2 separate regions of the Pan troglodytes genome follow, and region 1 is linked to region 2. Evidence: chromatin contacts called from public HiChIP or PLAC-seq data. All regions are on one chromosome and are shown on one strand. The core of a region is the stretch at or near the end of the contact, and the rest is flanking DNA. Distances in the headings are between cores, read along the strand shown.

Region 1 (3,148 bases), core at 138-2,637, 170 kb before region 2:
TCAGAGTCTCCTTGAAAATAAGCAGGTGTCCTCATTCCAAGGGCCTTTAAAAAAGTCAGGCTGTGGCCCAAGGAAAACAAGGCCAAATATCTCAGAGGTTTATAATTCATTTTGTCACTTGGCCTTGTTAGTCTGGTTTGCAGGGGGAGCTCTGTGTGGGAAACAGGGCTGAGTTAATCAGAGGCAGACACCGAGGCCGACCACATGCAAAGGAGAAGCAAGAGAAGAGGAGGACAGAAAAATTTCCAGTATTTCCAAATGTGGGTGAAGCTAATCTTTCAGAGAAGGAAAAGTATGCATAATGTGGTGTGTCATTCCTGATTTGTAAAATGCTTGCACATGTGAATCATAATTCAATTAGATGGGGACAGTGACAGGCATCCTGGACTTGGAGTCAAAAGACCCTCATTCACATTCAAGCTCTGCTACTTTTCTGAGCTCACTCACCTTAGACAATTTCCTTCAGGCCTCCCTGCCTCCAAGCTTCCTACTTCCCCCAGTCCAGCCTCAACATTGCCATTTGATCTCTTTTTCTTAAACACAAATTAGATCATGTCACTCTCCCGCTCAAAACCCTTTTTCACTCCCCCTGGAATAGAACGCAGCTCCTGGGAAGCACAGTAGAAGGCCTTCCACGACGAAGCAACCTCACCCCTGCACTATCCTTGCCTCACCTGCCAGCTCGGGTAGCACAGACCTGCTGTACTGTGAGTCCCCCAGCCTCTTGCTTTTGCTTATGCGATTCTACCAGGACAACCCTGCCCACTGCTTTATCTGATAAGCGGTTTGCACAAACGACTTCTCCCCTGAGAACGCTTCCTAACCAGCACCCACAGCAAAGCTCCTCAAGCAATTAGCGTGCCACCCTGCCCTTGTAAAGCCCATACTGCAATCATCTGTTTATATGCACGGTTGCAAGATTTTGCTTATAAAAATAATGATAATAATAGATGCCCTGTTAACTGCTTTAGCATATATGGGACACACACACACACAAATTCCTTGTTAACCTGAAATTCAAATTTAACTGGGCATATGTTCATATGGCTTGTCCCTACTAGACTGGGTCACTGAAAATAGAGACTGAGACATCTTCATAGCCTTGGTACCCACAACATGACTGACCTACAGCAGGGGCTTGGTAAATATTTACTTTAGAGTTTTTAGCCTTAAAGTTACTAATCTTACAGGCAAATGAATAAACATTCCACTCACTTTTTATTTGCCTTCTTCAGTGAGATCTACATTAAGTGAGATCTAGGTTTTGCAGAAGGCTAAATGTCACCCTTCTGCAAAATCTAGATTGCAGTTTCCAGACTGTCCGGCTCCAACATGCCATGAGCCCCTACGGACGCTAGATGGCGGAATGGGTTAAGGGACTAGCCCTGCTCTGGGGTCCGGGCGCCCCTATATAAAAGCAGGCGCTTCCTCTGCCGCAGTGCCCTGCATTATTGATTGTGACGCTGCCGCAGAGGTGGGAGGAGCCCGCCGCCATCTCGCCAAGTCTGCAGGATCGGGAACATGGCTTTAGGATCCTTTTCTCTCTCTGCAAAAAGTCCCTCGATAGCTGGAAAGAGAGAGCTCTCTGGGGCCCACATGATTGTTTTCATTCATAGGAAGATCAGACCTTCCCATAGTCAGAATCATTTTTATTTCACATTGTCATTCTGAATAGCGGCACCAAAGAATAGCAGCTGTACTTTCTGAAAGCCACTGATTTGAATCGGCACCTATCGTAAAATATTACCGCGTCACTGAAAGGCAAAATAGCCGGGGGCGGTGGGGGAAATTCATCATCTCTTTAGGTTTCTCAGTTACAAAACATTCTTATAAAAATAGATGAAAGTACTACGGACGTAAAATAGTTTCATGATATTTAAAACCACGGCCGTATTTTCAACCGGCATTCATTGGAACCGGAAATCTGTATCTTGGAACTGAAAAGCGCTGATCTGAAACTAAACCGTGGGTGGGGCCTTCACGCCGTCCCCTCCGTGGCACCCTTCCCTCCGGGCCAGCAGAGGGCGCTCAACGGGCAGTGAAAGGGGCTCTCGCAGGAGTCCTCCCTATACAAACATTTTATTTTAGCAGGGAACTGAGTTGTCTATTTACTCACCAGTGTTTTTATTTAGCCAATGCCTTTCTTTGAATATAGATGTGCTGATTAGAGTGCTGTATTGTTCCCTCTCTTTATGAGCCACACATATAATGCATCCTCCATGTTGTGTCATTTGAGTTTCCTTTGTGAAATGAGAATTTAGAGACAGTGTAAAGCATCTTGACTAAAGAATCTTAGATTCTGTACTCATAACCATCAAATATAATTCAACAACACATTTAAAGCAGCTTTTCCTGTTGAATCTTTCCCAAGCATTTTGCTTTTTCTTTCCATTGGAAATATCTTTCTTCATGTATCTGGGTATCATCAGTTTTAGTAATATTTGCTCAAATTAATATTTGCTCAAATTGTGTCGTTATCGGGATACAATTAAGTGGAATGAACAGATTAGGAAAGAGGCAAACAACACACTGGGCCTACTAAAGAGGAGCCCCCTGTCCTACCAGCTGTGAGCTCTCAGTGAGCTCAGGGTGTGTTCGTATGTTTCACGAAAGAAACTGAGAGTTAATTAATCTGTCCTGGTACGCGGAGGTCAATCAAGACAGTTTCCACCTGAATTCAGAAAGGTTACATCATTGTTTAAAAGAAATACACACACACACACACACACCACTTTTCCAAATCCACATGTAATGTAATTGAATCAACTGCTAAATCAAATGCTGTCTTAAGACTTGACAGAACGAAACTGAGCTCACGCTTACACACACTAGGACTGTTAATTGATGAGGCTCATCCACAAAAGACTCTCCAAAGTGAACCTCGTGTCACAGTTTCAGAGTGTGGCAAGCAACTCTTCAGTCCTGGATGATGGCTTTCAGAATGCCATCTGTGTCCTGTGCATGCCAGGCACACAGACACTGCCCTTACCTGCCCCTCAGGTTTTATGTCCAAAGTTAGTATGTCCAACTTCAGTAAGCAAGAATATCAGTTCTTAAACTCAGGTTCACAATAAATATCATATATTTTTAGAATCCCTTAAATCAAGTCGCATGTAACTCCAAGTCCCCCTTTTATTGAGCTGTTGGA
Region 2 (3,150 bases), core at 246-2,745:
AATATTATAGATTTTGAGCACAGAAGCAGAAGCTGATTCACTTATAATTTCTTAGAACATTAGATTTGCTGAGGGTGAAGGTAGGATTCTTGCCAAAATCATTAAGGAGAGCGATTCTGAGTATGCCTTAAAGCAGAACTTTCAGTAAACAGGAATTACCTATAAAGAAAATCAGGAAGCCAAAGTGTTTCTTTTTATGAAGTTACATCCTGCCATAGAAAAGCTGGATAGGAAATAAAGACCGATGCACTCCCAACTGTATACTAAACCGGCAATTATTTCATCAAGGGAAATATGAGCAAAAGCTCAGATTCAGTGAAGGGGAAAAAAACATGAGAAGTTTGAATGTTATGAGAAACCAAAGACAACCAATGACTACAATTAAACGAGGTTTTTTTGGGGGGGGGCGGGGAATGTACGAACAAATCTCTGTCATTTCAGGTTCCTTAGTCGCCGCTTGGCCCCTCCCCCCATTTCAGTAATACTTCCTCCAGACTTTTGCTAGAAAAAAAATATAAATGAGTGTCCGCAGAAATAGGGGACTGATAAAATGATCCTAATCTCCTTCTCCTCCTCATTGTTATTTCTTGTGCGTTTCCACGTTTCAGGACAGGATTCTACTTTGCTCCGTACTCTTTTCAGTTTGATCAAAGAAAACGCTGCTATCACCGCCCAATTTTCCATTTCATCCTCTCACCCTCAAATGAAAAGACACCAGAAAGGCAAGATAGCCCTGTCTCGAGGCAGTTTCCCATGGTTTTGGGGGAATGGCAGGTGCCAATCTGCAGCAGCAGCTGCAACCTTCCGCAAAGCGGAAACTGCAGTTCACACTCTCCGCTCTTTCTCCCGCCCTACTCCGCCACCTCACAACTCCACACAATCCTTAAAAACACACAGACCTCCTCCTCCAACCTCGCATCTTCTTGCACACCCTGCACCGCACGCACCCTGGGATGCCCGCTGCCACAGTAACGCTCAACCCACTCGGCGGCCCCACCCACTGCCGTCCCGCCCACGCCCCAGGCGCCAATGGTTGCGGCCCGCAGCTCCCAAGGGGCTCTTTGATAGGGCAGCCGGGCCTGTCACTCTCGAGGCGCGCCCCGCCCCCTCCTCCCTCCCCTCCGGAGCTGGAGGGGCAGAGCATCAGCAAGAGTAGCAGCGAGCAGCCGCGCTGGTGGCGGCGGCGCGTCGTTGCAGTTGCGCCATCTGTCAGGAGCGGAGCCGGCGAGGAGGGGGCTGCCGCGGGCGAGGAGGAGGGGTCGCCGCGAGCCGAAGGCCTTCGAGACCCGCCCGCCGGCCGGCGGCGAGAGTAGAGGCGAGGTTGTTCTGCGAGCGGCGCGTCCTCTCCCGCCCGGGCTCGCCGCGCTTCTCCCAGCGCACCGAGGACCGCCCGGGCGCACACAAAGCCGCCGCCCGCGCCGCACCGCCCGGCGGCCGCCGCCCGCGCCAGGGAGGGATTCGGCCGCCGGGCCGGGGACACCCCGGCGCCGCCCCCTCGGTGTTCTCGGAAGGCCCACCGGCTCCCGGGCCCGCCGGGGAGCCCCCGGAGCCGCCTCGGCCGCGCCGGAGGAGGGCGGGGAGAGGACCATGTGAGTGGGCTCCGGAGCCTGAGCGCCGCGCAGGTAAGCAGGCGGCGGGGATGCGTCGCGGGAGGCCTCGGGGATGCTGCGGAGAAGCCCGGCCGCCGGCGCCCCCGCGCACGCCGCCCCCGCCGTGGGGCCCGGTGCTGCGGTCCCTTGGCCGCCGGGGCGCTCCGCGGGGCTGCCGGGAAGTCGGTGCTTGGGGTCTTCCCGCGGTTGCACCGGAGGACACCCCTGCGGGGTGCGGCCCCGAGGCAGCGCGGGGATGGGGACCCCATTTCCTCGCCCGCAAGCGGGCGCCGGGTGAAAATGGGAATTGGCTTGGGGGCGAGGCTGGCCCAGACTCCGCCCCCGCCCTCCTTTTGGGGCCCCCCGCGGGGACTGGGGCTGTGTGTGTTGTTTTAATGTCAGGGATGATGTAATCACTTAATAATTGATGCCCCGTGCTGCTTCCCTCCCCACCCAACCCCTGCCCCACTCCTCCACCTCTCGGCCTCCTCCCTCGGCGGCGGTCGCCTTCTCCAACCCATCCTCCTGCCTATTTCTGGCACCTCCCTTGCACTTCCCCCATCCTCCCCTTCACTCTTCCTGTGCCACCACCCACCCACCCTTCCCCTTTCCCCTGTGCTGGAGCCTTCCCTCCTCTTCCTCTGTCCCCCACCCCTCTGCTCCCTCCAGCTCCTTTCTCCTTCCTTTCCGGCTCCCTCGCTGGATTTCCTCTCTACTTCCCTAGATCCATGGCTGTTTTTGTTTGGGCTCCTCCCCTCTGTTATCTCTGCGGCCACAGGCGGAGGGGACTGGGCCAGAAGGAGGCCACCGAGCTTGGGCCCAGGCAGAGATGTGCTGGGACTCACTGGGAAGAGGGATAATAAAATCACCCTTCTTGCCCCTCCTTCCCCCAATAAATCACACAGACTCGCCGGGTGTGTGTGTGTGAGTGTGAGTGTGACACAAAGAGCCCTTTCAGTGCATAGAGAGGAGACACACAAAGTACCCTAGGATAGGCACGATGCTTCTTGTCTCTCTTCCCTGGGGCTTCCCTTTCTTTCCCATGAAGCAGTTGATCTCTCTGAGTCTTTCCTGCCACATTTACCAAAAAATAAAAGAACCCCCAGATGCCGGGTGGCAGGTGTCGGCATTTTGCTGTGTTCAGAGACCGGTAGTGTTGACTGGCAGCTGCAGTGTTTCTTAGATTTAAGGGAACAGTTATCCCAGCAGTCTTAAGAGTTGCTTTACTTTTAAGGTAGCCTCCCCATCCCCTCGTTCTTTCCCCTCTCCTTTTGGGAACAAGTACTAAGAGCTGGGGTAGAGTAGATTGGTGTGGGGGTCACAAGAATTTTGTTTCTGAATCAGAATTAAATTGGTATTTGATAAGAGGGAGGCAGCCTGAATGGCTTCTTCTCTCAAGTCTAAGAGGGCACTGTGCTGAAGTCTTTTGAAATGAAATCCTGTCTGCCCAGTGATGTTGTTTTACCCTTTTATTGAAGTAAATACCTGGGGACGTGGATAAAACGGTCTAGAGTTAGCATTTGGAAGACCACTGCAGACTGCCTCTTGCCTGCTTCAAGGT

Evidence for each region. HiChIP or PLAC-seq counts read pairs in DNA pulled down with a chosen protein or histone mark.
Region 1: a contact with region 2 is called in an H3K4me3 HiChIP or PLAC-seq map of stem cell-derived excitatory neurons, with 5 times the contacts expected there. The contact joins the promoter of CCN6 here to the promoter of FYN in region 2. A contact is called at or near these places in 1 of 7 Hi-C or Micro-C datasets (stem cell-derived neural progenitor cells) and 1 of 1 datasets of contacts at active chromatin or transcription factors (stem cell-derived excitatory neurons).

The regions. Positions count from the first base shown.
Region 1 is chr5:123,976,385-123,979,532 of NHGRI_mPanTro3-v2.0_pri, reverse strand. It overlaps CCN6 (cellular communication network factor 6), which reads right to left and starts at 1,387. Exons shown (of 8, transcript XR_010157772.1): 1 at 1,216-1,387.
Region 2 is chr5:123,802,707-123,805,856 of NHGRI_mPanTro3-v2.0_pri, reverse strand. FYN (FYN proto-oncogene, Src family tyrosine kinase) reads left to right here and starts at 1,495. Exons shown (of 15, transcript XM_063812641.1): 1 at 1,495-1,622.